Regions from separate parts of the Mus musculus genome. Here region 1 is linked to region 2. The links are chromatin contacts, called in public HiChIP or PLAC-seq maps. All regions are on one chromosome and are shown on one strand. Each heading gives the region's core, a stretch centred on a gene start, on an enhancer-like site or on the middle of the called end of the contact. The rest is flanking DNA. Distances are from core to core; before and after follow the strand shown.

The links. HiChIP or PLAC-seq counts read pairs in DNA pulled down with a chosen protein or histone mark.
Region 1: a contact with region 2 is called in an H3K27ac HiChIP or PLAC-seq map of neural progenitor cells, with 7 times the contacts expected there. The contact joins the promoter of Tmem200a here to the enhancer-like site in region 2. A contact is called at or near these places in 10 of 39 promoter capture datasets (the 3T3-L1 cell line, cancer-associated fibroblasts, cranial neural crest and 6 more), 1 of 15 datasets of contacts at CTCF or cohesin (the NIH/3T3 cell line), 3 of 484 Hi-C or Micro-C datasets (the N1E-115 cell line, nephron progenitors and tail fibroblasts), 7 of 115 datasets of contacts at active chromatin or transcription factors (craniofacial prominence, embryonic limb bud, embryonic midbrain and 4 more) and 4 of 9 other capture datasets (adipose tissue, embryonic stem cells, liver and 1 more).

The regions. Positions count from the first base shown.
Region 1 is chr10:26,075,210-26,082,021 of GRCm38.p6, forward strand. It overlaps Tmem200a (transmembrane protein 200A), which reads right to left and starts at 3,754. Exons shown (of 3, transcript NM_001358814.1): 1 at 3,627-3,754; 2 at 2,929-3,110. Gm9767 (predicted gene 9767) reads left to right here and starts at 3,046. Exons shown (of 1, transcript NR_028030.2): 1 at 3,046-4,238.
Region 2 is chr10:25,786,104-25,793,020 of GRCm38.p6, forward strand. It overlaps 4930401C15Rik (RIKEN cDNA 4930401C15 gene), which reads right to left. Exons shown (of 5, transcript NR_045349.1): 3 at 2,598-2,749. Among named protein-coding and RNA genes, the nearest start is that of 4930401C15Rik, 48 kb to the right of the region's middle. Within about 2 kb of position 4,303, at least 38 of the 459 cell types and tissues checked have an H3K27ac peak or open chromatin away from gene starts, as enhancers often do. A contact at or near this core is called in the N1E-115 cell line, neural progenitor cells and tail fibroblasts, where this site is marked.

The DNA.
Region 1 (6,812 bases), core at 2,504-5,003, 290 kb after region 2:
CAATCCTCAGACATCAAGCTTCCTTCTCCTCCCCTCCCCTCCCCTCCCCTCTTCTCCCCTCCCCTCTACTTCCCTCCCCTCCCTTCCCCTCCCCCTCCTTTACTCAGGGGTTTCCAAGGCATGCTTAGCCTCTTTTCTATCTCCATCTGTGGTGCAGAGAGGCAATGGAGGACACTCTGCTAACATGTTTTGTAGCATCAGTCTGGCCTTCAGCACCTTTCCGCTCTAATTACCACTGGGGGTTGTTAGGAAAATCAATTGCTATTATTGGTGAAAACCCATGAAAAACTACCAAGCTCAGAGTGAAAGTTGCTATTTGTTATTTGATTTTACTGTCAAGTGGGATCACCTCGATGGACCACACGCCCCAGGCTAGATTGTTTTCCTTTCCCCACAGCAAGCAATCTTAAATCCTGCCTCCCTCCAGCCCTAACATGCCCAAGCTGAACTCGGCCCACATTCTGATCTTCGTTATCCTCAATTCCACCAGAACTCCTCACATAGCATTATGTCTTCAATCTAAAGTCATTCTGCAAATGAGAACATCAGGTACTAGAAAGGCTAACTGACTTTATTCAGGGCTACATAATCAGTAGCTAAGTCAAGATGACAACCTTCAAGCAGTGCCAGTTGGGATCTGCTGGCCTTGAGTCTGCACCTGTCTCCCGGTGTTCACCTCACATCGAAATCTGGTGTTTACCAGACTCTTCCTCACTAGCCTAGCTCCTGCTGGGTGTCCACTGTTGCAGAACATCTCAGTAAGTGTTCACCATTGTGTTCTGAGTGGTTGGGCACTCAGACACTAGCAGACAAAGCCCACCTTCAGTCCAGGGACAGGCACTTGATAAAACTACGAGTGTCATAGACCTGGAAAACTTAAAGAATTCTTCTCATCTCAGATTTGTTTATCTGCCCCTTACACAAGTTCTTTTTCTTAATAGTCTCTGCTTCATAACTACTGCCTGCACTGTCTACTATTTAGGGAGAGAAACACTTCATAAACTTTATTTTTAAACTGCCTCATCTTTTAAATCCTACATTCTGTTTCATAAACAAGGTAAGGACCATCACCTTCCTGTGAATACATTTTTAAATCCCATTTTCCTAAGAAATGTCAGGTGACATGTGCTTGTTCAGGTTCTTATTTCCACAGCAACACGTGAATTCCTTTATTTATTCTTTATGCCGTCTTGGTGAGAATAAGGTTAGCCAATCAGTTCAGATTTGCTGCTCCAGATGTCAGAAGTCGACTTTACATCCAAAAAGCCATTGTCAAAGTCTGGAAACTATAAAAGTCCAAATGTAGCAATCTAACTCTTGGCACATTCAAAAGCATCTCTAAAAATTGCACTATCTTAAAATGACAAGGACAACAACTGTTCTCACAGTGACGCTCCTGGGTGTCCAACTCTTTCTGATTCCAAGTGTCATATGGACATTTTGTTTTTACCTAGACAGGCCTAGGAAGCAACAGGTTAAGTCACTCTGTGCCAATCCCCTGGAATTATCATTCTGAGCCTTCCTACACAGCAGCTCTCTCCTTACTGAAGGCTTTCCCAGCCTAGATACAAAGATAATTATAGCCCTGGTTACAAATTATCTCATAATTATGAGGTATCTAGTGGAAATGTTAAAGAAAAGTTATTAACACCTTAGTAGATATTTTTTAAACTTCAAAATGCAGCATTAAATTGCATGAAGTATTAAGGGTCAGTTTCCACTTCTTGGAAGCACTGTTTTCCTTTTAGAAGTGCACGGGTTCCTCATTTCAGCTGTTTGAAAGGCACAAAACTACCAGCAGATGCTCCAGTGTGGGCAAACAGCAGCATGGAAATAAAGTGAGCCTTAAAAAGTTTTAAGATGCAGCCTACTTTTCAGTCAAAGTAAGATGCCGTGGTGCCAACAGTCAAGTAAGAAACCAAAGGTCATTTCATGTTTTCATCACGCAGCGAATGGCACACCGATAAAGGAAAGAGCATTAGCACCTCGGGTACCATCTATGCACAAAACGCTATGCAACTTCGTCTGACTTCAAGAAGGAAATAGTTCAATACAAATTGCATTTACCGATTCTTGAAATGGTATCTGCTGTCAACCACTGAAGGTCTTCAGAAAAAAAAAAAAAGACCAGGTAAGCCAGGGTTACTTAGTTTTGAAAAACACCAGACTGAAAAACACAGGGACTGAACCTTTAGCTCATTTATATCTGCATATAGTTAACAAATGGGGAATGATTCTAGTTACTTAACTATATCTACATATTTGTCTTTTCTTCTGACGTTATCGATGCCTAGGGTAAAAAATGAATTGTTTCGTGTACACACACACACACACACACACACACACACACACATTCCAAAATAACAAAAGCAGCAAACATAGAATGCCCAAGCCTTCATAATGCATAGTGTTGGCGTGAACACGCAATTATTGCAAAACAATTAGTGAAGCAAATCTTACGAGTCCTTTCTTAGGCAGTCTGTGGGGAGGAGAGTCGTGCTGAAGCCTATAGACAATTACCCCTCTTCGTTTTGCTTATGCAGGTAGGATCACACTGAAATACTGATCTAGGGAACCCTGTTCACACTTTTGTCTACCATAAATTAACGCCGTAGACCCTCACAAAGATTGCTGACTCTGGAACCTTAGACAAAGGAGGGTGTAGCTCCAAGACGCGAAGCCAGGCGCTCTCAGAAGCCGGCTGCTCACAGGCTGCCCCGCACCACCTCTCCTGTACTCTGGAGACCAAGAAGTCTGGAACTGATGGAGGACTTGGTTCATTCCCCCAAACTTTGGGAGTCATTGTTTCCCCTAACTCTGCGGGCTAAAGCGGAGGGGAGGAGAAGGGGTTTCAGAAACCCGGGGTACAGCTGCAGGGCTCGCCCACCCACCTCTGCACGCCCCGCAGCACCCTGGTGGTCCACTCACCTGTCCTGAGCGCCTGGTCTCGGGGCTCCGGTGGCCTCTCCGGGCTCTTCGCTCTCACAGCTGTCGCGACAGCGTGCGCCTCCGGGGACCAGCGAGGGAGGCGGCGGGGTCGGGGGCGTCAGGAGGAATCTGGGCAGCTGCGGGCAGCCACGGTCTCACTCCCCATCCCCGTGGGGCTCCGGCTGAGGACGCGGTGCGGTCACCAAAGGAAGATGAGTCAGGCCGGGGTGCGGGCGCCCTGACTCGCGCATCTGGGGGACGCGGCCGCCGCCATCGGACGAGCGCAGCCCCTATCCTTCTAGGGTACCGGTGACCGAGGCCAGGGCAAAAGATCGCAGCTAAGGCGTCTCCGCCGCCGCCAAGAAAGACAAAAGGAATGCGGGGCTCGAGGGAAAGTTTTGGGCTTGGTTCCTGATGAATTCTAGCCCCCGAAGCCGCCAAGAGGAGGATCGGGGGCGAGGGCGGGACGGGCTTCCCGGAGCGTCGCCAGCAGCCGGGGACCCAGACGGTGCTAATCGCACCGCCGCCCACGACCCGTGGGAACTCCGCCGGCCCAGTCGCCAAGCTGTGCAAGAGCTGCGTGCAGGACCCACCCTTCCCCCCGGACCCCAACCCAGCTACCCGGCGCCCTGGCTGCAAAGTTGTACTTCTAGCGCCGGGATGGCGCCCATACAAAACCCATTTGGGGAACAAAGTACCGCTTCCAGGCGATCTGCTTCATCTGAAGGCCAGCGGGCGGAAGCGGACACACCCACTCGCTTCTCATCACCGTCGGACGCGAGTTCCAGAACGGGAGATACCTGCCCCTCCTGTCTCAATAAGAACTGGGGATCCCCGGCGGACTCTGTATTTTCTGGAAGAAGGATCCATAGGCCCCTCGGTTCCACGCCCCTCGGATGCTTTCTTATCAGATGCAGCCTGGGAGGGTCGGGGTCCCCCTGGCGGCTGCACGAGTGCTGTGCTAACAAAGTCAGACCTGGACCCCCAAGAGATACTGCACTCCTAGCCCTCAGAGGGTTTAAGCTGCTGGGAAGTTAGTTCCAGTAGAGCAGACTGGTTGGGAAGGGTTCTGGGCATGGGGTTGTGAGGGGCAGGGGCTAATTGTATCCTAAGATGATGAGTCTGAGGCTAAGCTCCAGATATCAAATCCAATGAAGGCTTCAAGTTACCAAAAATTATCAGTGAGAAAAAAAAAAACATGTCCTGTCCATAGAATGAAATAATTGAAATAATAGTCACGTGCAATTCTGCAAGGGACCAAAGCGCCCACTCTGGCTGAAGATCAAGTCAGTAAATAAAGTTTCGTATTCAAATTACTGCGTTGGAGTGTGCAGTGTACAGCAACCGTAGCTGAGCTATGGTTTTGTAAATCCATGAGTTTCTTGGATTTTTTTTTTAACTCATAGGCAAGAGGCAAATATTCTGCTCTGGTGTGTATCTATTTCAATGTGTCAGCTACTGGATTCTGTGGGGAAAAAATCTAGACTCAAGAAAATAAGGCAACCCGTAGAGGCCAGACAGGTCATTAAGATGACACTGGCAATGGAGAAAGACTGTAAAAACGGGCAATAGTGGTTTTAAAAAAAAAATCTTGCTTCAGTATGGAGGTTAAATACTTTTTCTGAAATTTCAGGACCAAATGCTTAAAAAAAAAAAAAAAAGAAAAAAAGAAAGAAAGTAGATGGGATGGGGTAGGAGAAATGAGTCACCTTGTAAGCCATCTGTGGTTTTCTTTTCCTTCCACCTTCATGTGGCTAGTTCTCTTGGCCCAAAGCCATTTGATCAGTTCTCTGAGGTTTTCTAGCACATTTGTCAAGGAACCTTATTAATCGTGTGAGCCTAGTAAGGTTCTACTCGTTGTACAAGAATGCCCTGACTCTTCCTTTCTCCTCAAAGCTCCCAAGAGAACACACTTCCTAGCAAGCCTTCCTGACTTGTAAAGGGGTGGGTAATAGGTTCCTCCCATCCTGCTCTTTTAATGTAGCACAGTGTCTACAATGTACAGGGAAACATTTAAAATGGCAATCCAGACATCACAGGCATCACATGTCCAGGCAGTCTTCAAAGAGAGGCTGATGAGGAAAGACTTCGGGAAAAGATCTAGACTCATTCTTATCACCACTGATCACAATTACCAATCTGAACTTATATTCCAGTTATTCAGTCAAAGAAGAAGGAAGAAGGTGAACTAGATAACATCATCAACATATTTTATTTTTAAAATAATTACTACTAGTCAGAAAAATTCAGTAGTAAATAGCCTTGTAAATTGAGGGTTATCTGCCATTCTATAGTCTAAGCAACCTCCCAAGAAGATATTCATCAGTCCCCCTCTGGCTCTTAGTGTTCCAGGCAAGCTCAGGTAAATTATTTAATCTTTGCTAATGGCCAATATTTTCCATCTGGAAAGAGCCCAGTGAGCATATCATGTCAGTAATGGATTTTGGATTTAGTGGCTTTATATCCACTCTGGTGTAATGGATGGGAATCAACTATTCCCTATTTGGGGGGTAAAAGCTACCTGTGTTTTACACGTAATTATTTTTGAGTCTGCTGTTTTGAGATGTATACAGTTTCCATTAAAACAAGTCCATTCTAAATGTTACATGAGTACAGAATAAAGAGAAAGCACTGTTCTCTCTAATTGAAGCCTGAAGGACTTTTGAGTATAATTTCTCTTGTTTCTTAAGCAGAAAAAATACCTAACATTATTATAAGTTAAAATAATATATGAAATTCTTCTGGCTTGTTATATATTCAGTACATTCGATTGAGCACACACCCACTCACCAAACTTGCTTAATGCTATGGGAATAAAAGGAAAGAGAACTTTCCCTCTGATATAAAGAAGTAATGAGAAAATATTTCCATGAAGGTCAGCATTTCACCTAGTACAGTATAAATATACAAGCAAGGAATGCTGAGGGGCAAGGAATTTTAATGGATTAAGCAAAGATACTCTGGAATGAAAAAGTATGATACTTGGGATTTTACAATTAAAAATAACATGTATATTGTGAGCCTGTATGTGTACAGGTGTCCGTGGGAGTAGGACAAGGAGGCCAGGTTGCAGGAGCTAGAGTTACATGTAATTATAAGATGCCCAACGTGAGTACTAGAAACTGAACTTGAGTCTTCTGGGAAAGCACCAAGTGCTTTTAATCACTGATCAATCTCTCCAGTCCTTCAAGGTATTTTTAAGTAGATCAGATATAAGGCTATGAGGAAAAACTACTAGACAGTTTGGGTGAAATTAACCCGCTTTTGCCACAAACACAGACTGTATTGTCCTCGGACCTCAGAAGAAGGACCCCAGCATGAACATGAAATCAGAAATGGAAAGGGGATTCCTTGTTAAACTTTGGCCTGAATGACTTTGACCATACTGTGAAACTGATAGATAGTCTGAAAGCCCCTGCGCTACAGCTCTGGCAGCCCTGTTACATTTCAAAGCAGGGGCCAAGAAAGAGAAAGTCAAATGAGAAAATGTCCTTTTTGATTTTCTCCTTGAAATAAAATTGTAAACAGAAGAAATGTAAAGGAGGGGGGAAAGGACATGGGAATATGGAACTTAATGGTCCGCATGTACTCTGTGTCCTCTTGACTCCAAATGGTGCTTCCTCATATTGTTTTACCATGTCTCAGTGACTCTCACTGTTTAGATGATTTGGTGGCGGCAGCAATAGCAGCAGCAGCAGATGTGACTAGTGTGTTCAAGAAACACACAATCAAGAGTGCTACGCCCCTCTCAGTGCTACTCCCCTTATGGTGTCAATAACATGCTTGCAGTTAGGTGCTTTATAACTTATAAGTTCAGCATAAGTTCTGTGAAAGATAATAAGCTGATTAGAATCTTCATGTCTGAGGGGTACAAAATCGCTAAG
Region 2 (6,917 bases), core at 3,053-5,552:
CTTATTCCATGTGCGTTTGAACCTCATTGTGAAGAGAGGTCACCAGAAAATGGGGACTTTTGTTGTCAGGAAGATGACTCAAGGTTTTGATGACAAAGGTCTTTCGTTCTCCAACAATTATCAGTCAAAACTCTGAGTTTTAAATCTGAGCTAGGGTTGGTGCTGCACGCTGGATGTCAGTGGAGTTGAGAATCGAGCACAGAAGAGTAACCTCATGACAGAGCAGAGAAAATGAACGTGGGTCGCATACACAGATTCATGGCTGTCTTATTTATTGTATACAGGAGTCCTCTGGATGGAGGGAACTTATTTCCATGAAAGCATGGGATAGTTGTACCCGAAATAAACCACACTTCAAGAAGAGACACTCTGCATCTAACGAGATGATCATGTGGTTTTTGTCTTTGAGTTTGTTTATATAATGGATTACATTGATGGATTTTCATATATTAAACCATCCCTGCATCCCTGGAATAAAACTTACTTGGTCAGGATGGATGATTGCTTTAATGTGTTCTTGGATTCAGTTAGCGAGAATTTTATTGAGTATTCTTGCATCGATATTCATAAGGGAAATTGATCTGAAGTTCTCTATCTTTGTTGGATCTTTCTGTGGTTTAGGTATCAGAGTAATTGTGGCTTCATAGAATGAGTTGGGTAGAGTTCCCTCTACTTCTATTTTGTGGAATAGTTTGTGCAGAACTGGAATTAGATCTTCTTTGCAGGTCTGGTAGAGCTCTGCATTAAACCCATCTGGTCCTGGGCTTTTTTTGGCTGGGAGTCTATTAATGACTGCTTCTATTTCTTTAGGGGATATGGGACTGTTTAGATCATTAACTTGATCCTGATTTAACTTTGGTACCTGGTATCTGTCTAGAAATTTGTTCATTTCGTCCAGGTTTTCTAGTTTTGTTGAGTATAGCCTTTTGTAGAAGGATCTGATGGTGTTTTGGATTTCTTCAGGATCTGTTGTTATGTCTCCCTTTTCATTTCTGATTTTGTTAATTAGAATGTTGCTCCTGTGCCCTCTAGTGAGTCTGGCTAAGGGTTTATCTATCTTGTTGATTTTCTCAAAGAACCAACTCCTCCCATAATTAGCCTCCAAACGATGACACCATTGCATACACTAGCAAGTGTTTGTTGCAAGGACCGTGATATAGCTGTCTCTTGTGAAACTAGGCCGGGGCCTAGCAAATACAGAAGTGGATGCTCACAGTCAACGATTGGATGGATCACAGGGCCCCCAATGGAGGAGCTAGAGAAAGTATCCAAGGAGCTAAAGAGATCTGCAACCCTGTAGGTGCAACATTATGAACTAACCAGTACCCCGGAGCTCTTGACTCTAGCTGCATATGTATCAAAAGATGGCCTAGTTGGCCATCACTGGAAAGAGAGGCCCATTGGACAGGCAAACTTTATATGCCCCAGTACAGGGGAACGCCAGGGTCAAAAAATGGGAATGGGTGGGTAGGGAAGTGGGGGGCGGGGGAGGGTGTGGGGGACTTTTGGGATAGCGTTGGAAATGTAATTGAGGAAAATACGTAATAAAAAAAATATTTAAAAAAAAAAAAGAAGAGATATTCCTTGGAAAGTGACTTCCATGTTGGAAAAGGGGTAGGTGAGACACACTGGGGGATGAAGGAGATGCGGATGACTGAAGAATGTGGTGGATCATAGCAGAGCATGGACTAGAAATAGGAAATGGACCCAATGTAAGAAAGGCTTCTATCTTAAGTTGGGTTCTCTCGAACCAGATGCTGAGACGATTTGTGGCCAGGTGTTTACGGTTTGTGCTTCCAAGACTAGAGCCTATAAGGAGAGGAGGGTGTTTAGCTGGAACTGCTTTCAATAAAGGCCTTTGTGTACTGTACAGACTGATGGGGGCTTCTGCCCCTCCACTCTCGGGGCCAGGACTCTGAGAGTCTACCTGAGAGACTCAGCTATAAGACCAGCAGCTCATACTCTGTTCCTCGAACTGGAAAGGGAAACTTTGGGCTGTTGCAGGTACCTTGATGTCTGCCCTGTGTATGGCCAGAGGTCAGTGACTCAGAGGGTGAATGTGCAACAAGGCAGGCAGCTGGGCTTGTGGCCAGGGGACATGGCATGGAGGCTGGGGGTTTGAAGGTTTTCTTAGGAATGAACTCTGGTGGAGAAACTGGGTAAGCTGAACCACACCGGTCTGTGTGAGGTGTCCTCTTTTAGAGCAGCTCAGTTATCTTATCAGCCACTCTCTAGGATACTCATTCCAACACTCCTGGTTGTCTTTGGAAACAGAAAACAGGCAATAGTATAAACGAATGAATGTATACGTCTGTGGCCTAGGAAAATCCTTGCCCCTTTTAAGAGTGTCCAAGTACTAATGTTTACAAAAGCTCTCTATGATTATATTATATTTCACTGACTGTTTCTCAGTCAGTACTTGAATGTAATATTCCCACCTAAGAATGACACTTCTTTAATTCCACAAACCATGTTCCTGTGTCAGGCCACCACAAGGGATGCCAGCTGCAAAGGGTTACATTCTCTTTCATATGTGACTATATTCTGTATATCTAAATCACTAAACTCACCTATAAAGTGACATTTTAAATATTTACCAGAAAGACCAAGTGGATTTAGGAAAACTGCATGCTGTCTGGGTGAATCGGATGACAGGAGTATGCACTTAGTGTTTAGATGTCCAGTCTGATCTCCACCGTGAATCACTCTGGCTCTACTTCTCCGCCCAGTATCTGATCCTGAGAAGATCCTGAGAAGCAGCGGAAATGACTCTCGGTCAGATCCTTTCACTGGAAAGATGAATCATGCTAATTCATAAAATACCACTCTGAGCTCTGGCCTGACAGTTTAATAGCTTTTTCCTTTAGTCAGTTGGTGTAAGAATCTAATTTTGAGCCTATTCATTTATCCTAAAAGGTCAATGTAATTTCCTGAGAGGCCCCGTGGTCCTGCTTCTAACACAGCACTAATGCTAGCACCAAGTTGTGAAAAGATAAAGCTCGCAGATGTCTCTCTTGCTGACTACTGAACATCTGTTCAGATCCACAGGTACAAAGTCTTCACCTGAGCGTCACGTGAGCCCTTTGTTCTTATATCACAATTAAACTATATGCCGTGTCTTCCCTGTCCTCTAGAAACTCTCTTTCATTTGGTCTGCCACACTTGCTTTGATCATGTCCCCCATCAATGCATCCAAATAGCCTACAGTTGTTCACCTGAGGCTAACCCCCAGATAGACCTCCCAGGGTACTCTTCTCATGATAACCTGTGAGGCTTCCACTCAGCCAAGTTGACATTTTTCCCTAGCTAGGACTTGCACATCTATGCACACCTGCACACCTTGTACTCTGTATTGCATCAAAAGGTCATCACCTGTCCTGAGGAAAGCCTTTCAAACGGAAAACATTATGAAGAACAATGGTACAAGAGGCAGTGTTTCCAACTGGAGGCTTGGTAGGAGGAGTGTCTAAAAGAGACTGTTGCAGTTCTTCCTAGTTCTTTCTTTTATACTGTTGAAAATAGGGTGAATCATTTCCTTGATGTGAAAAGGCTTGCTGGAATTATATGCTTCGATGAACTCTGGTATTACATTGTTTTACATTATAAGGATTAAAACACATCACCTGGTGAGACAAGACTCTGATTGTGAAAAATTATACCAGAAACAGCTAACTACAATTGCAACTACTTCAATATCGGAAAAGGAACAAAATATTCTGACTGAAGTGCTTAGAAAGAAACAGCATTTGGTTTGGGCATTGGAACAGAAAGAAGAATAGGAGATCTGAAAGGAGTCCTAAGAGGAACAGAGCCTGAAGATTCCTGGGGAGGTGTGCCCTCAGTAGCTGTGTTGGAGGATGCAGAGTTAGGGTGAGAAGTGATCCGGGATAATGAATGGTACTCGGGGGACAGGGGACTTTGATGCCATGGGAAGGATTTCCATTTTGCTCTTAACAGAGAGACCTGTTGAGAGTGTTTTGAGTGGGTCTGATTTGTAGCTTTGTTACTCAGCTGTGGGAAGGAGTATCTGAAGAAGCTCAGGCATGAAGAAAAGAGTGGGACAGAGGGTGGTCAGGGCTGCCTCACTTGGACTATAAGAAGACAAGCTTGGGAAACACTGCATTCTCGCAGTAGGGAAGTCTTACAATGGGTTGTATATGGCAGAGGGGAAAACAGTTGAAAAGATCATAAGGTTTCCTATTTCAGCACAACAACAAGCCCCAAATGGTCCCCATTGATTCCCCACTCCTTGGCTTCACCCACACTCATATGGGTCCTTCCCTAACCGAACAAGGGTTATTCTCTTTGGCCAATTGAATATGCCAGAAGCGATGATGTGCCTCCATTGACATTTTGATGAGAGCCAGAGCCTGAACTACTCAGCCAAGTTTCCCAGACTCCTAACACTCAGAAAAAAAAACTTCTAAGTTTTCAGAATTTGTTATGCAACAGCAGACACCAAATACTTTGGATGACTAGGACAATTTTGATTAACTATGAAACAAAGCAGAGGAAATGGGAACTAGTTATATCAAAGGAATGAAACTTTCTGTTTTTAGAACATACTTTGGCTGTGACAGCTTCCTGCTCCCTCCCTGCTCCTCGGGGATCTGGGGATGGACACAGACTAGGAATTCATTCACAGAGTGCAGATGGTGCTTCCAAGATGAATAATTCATCAGAATCACTTGACAAACTGGTGGCTGGATCAGACCCCCTAGTGTCCTGGTTCTGCTGGTTTGAGGATGGGTCTTGAACTAGTGTTTTAAGTATTGTTCATGATTTGGGTTCAGGAATCAGTCTTGGTACCATTAGTACAGTATGAAAGAAGGAGATGCAGAATGCTAACATGTATTATAACTAACAGTTCTGTGGGCCTCTGTGGTTTGGGTTCTGATGCTCCCCCAGATATCCATGTGTTAAAGGCCTTATCTTCTTTGGTGCAAATGGGAGGTGATGGAACCTTGGGCTGAGGCTAGTGAGAGAGGTGTGTTCTTAGAGGGGATGGCAGGGTCCTGTCATCTCTTGGTTGCTTTCGGGCAATGAAGTAAACGGTTCATTTTACCCATGTTCCATACCCTTCTCCTCTGTCACAGCCACCAGAGGCCCAAAGCAATGGGCCCATCTAACTATGGACTGGAAACTCCAAAACTGTGAGCCAAAAGAAAACTTTGCTCTTTGCAGGTTATCCTAGGGTGTTGTTGTTTTGGTTGTTTGTTTGTTTTGGGGCAGTGGTTCTCCAATTAAAGGTGGTGATTTTTGTGAGCAGCAATTAACTTATATACTTGTGCAGCTTAGTGGAAAAAGTGTAGTGCCCCAAAGTGGGGAAGAGATGTTGATCTCCAGCAACAGGGTCTGCTACCAGTCCTTGTGGGCACTCACCTCTCCTCTCAGTGGTTGTCACCAATGACAAAGTGGCCACTGAAATGATAATGGTGTTAAATTAATGTTAATAATTTGTATATTGTATTTTATTTTTAGCTGCCAGGGGAAAATTCATCCTTAACCAAGCACACCTAATTGGTTTTTTTTTTCCTTTTGGATTATAGATGTAAAATACCCAGCTATAAAAAGAAATGTTTTGCCGAGCGGTGGTGGCGCATGCCTTTAATCCCAGCACTTGGGAGGCAGAGACAGGTGGATTTCTGAGTTCAAGGCCAGCCTGGTCTACAGAGTGAGTTCCAGGACAGCCAGGGCTACACAGAGAAACCCTGTCTCGAAAAACCAAAAAAAAAAAAAAAAAAAAAGAAATGTTTTGTTATACTTGTAGGTCTGATGTTCAAGATGTGTTGTAAAATGCAAGACTTGGGTAGATTTTTAAAGAATAGGATTATTTTAACCACACTGTTCCCAAACTATAAGCTGTGGGCATCACATCTGTTGAGGGGGAAAGATGCTGGAAAAAATAGTGAATCTAGCAAATGTCCTATCAGTTTGGAAGGTATACAAGTACACACAGTAAAGATTGAACTTGCATCAGAGGGTACAGCTAGAGCGACAGTTGTGGCTTCACAGTGAACATCTTTCCCTTTAATTCTGCTCATGCCCTTTGCTCTTCACGGTGTCTATTTGAAACCTGTGAGTGGGTTTCAGGTGATTAGGAAGTATGAGTTGAAAGTAACACTAGAAGATCTTAAAGTGTCCAATTCTGCTCCCCAGGATTTGGATATTTCTTATATCACTGGGTTAAGTCTCTACAGATCTATCTTATTTGACAACCAGGAGGACAGATGACGTAAGTCCCATATCAAAACCATGCAGCACGAGGTGCCATGCACATCTCAGCAGAGAAAGCAAACAGCCTTCTAGATGGGAGTCTGTTTCTATAATGAGTAGAGATTCATGGAAATAGAGGGTTACATTTCTTTATTCTTTTGAAAGTTCTCATGTATACCTATTAAAAGCTTGATTCATATAATTAGCTAACCAGGGAAAGACAGTAAGCTGAATGTTACATTTTTCAGTGGTGTGTGTCTGAGTGCACGTGTTTGGATGTGTGTGTGGTATATGTGGTGTGTGGTGTGCATGCAGAGGGTGAATGTGAATAGTATGTATATGAAGGTTTTTTTAATTCTTTTTTAAAAATTATTATTATTTTTATTAGGTATTTTCTTCATTTACATTTCAAATGCTATCCCAAAGTCCCTTATACCCTCCCACCCACTCCCCTCCATACCAAATCCCGTTCTCGACACTGGCATTCCCCTGTACTGAGGCATATAAAGTTTGCAAGACCAATGGGCCTCTCTTTCCAATGATGGCCAACTAGGCCATCTTCTGATACATATGCAGCTAGAGACACGAGCTCCGGGGAAGTGGGGGAATTGGTTAGTTCATATTGTTGTTCCACCTATAGGGTTGCAGACCCCTTTAGCTCCTTGGGTACTTTCTCTAGCTCCTCCATTGGGGGTCCTGTG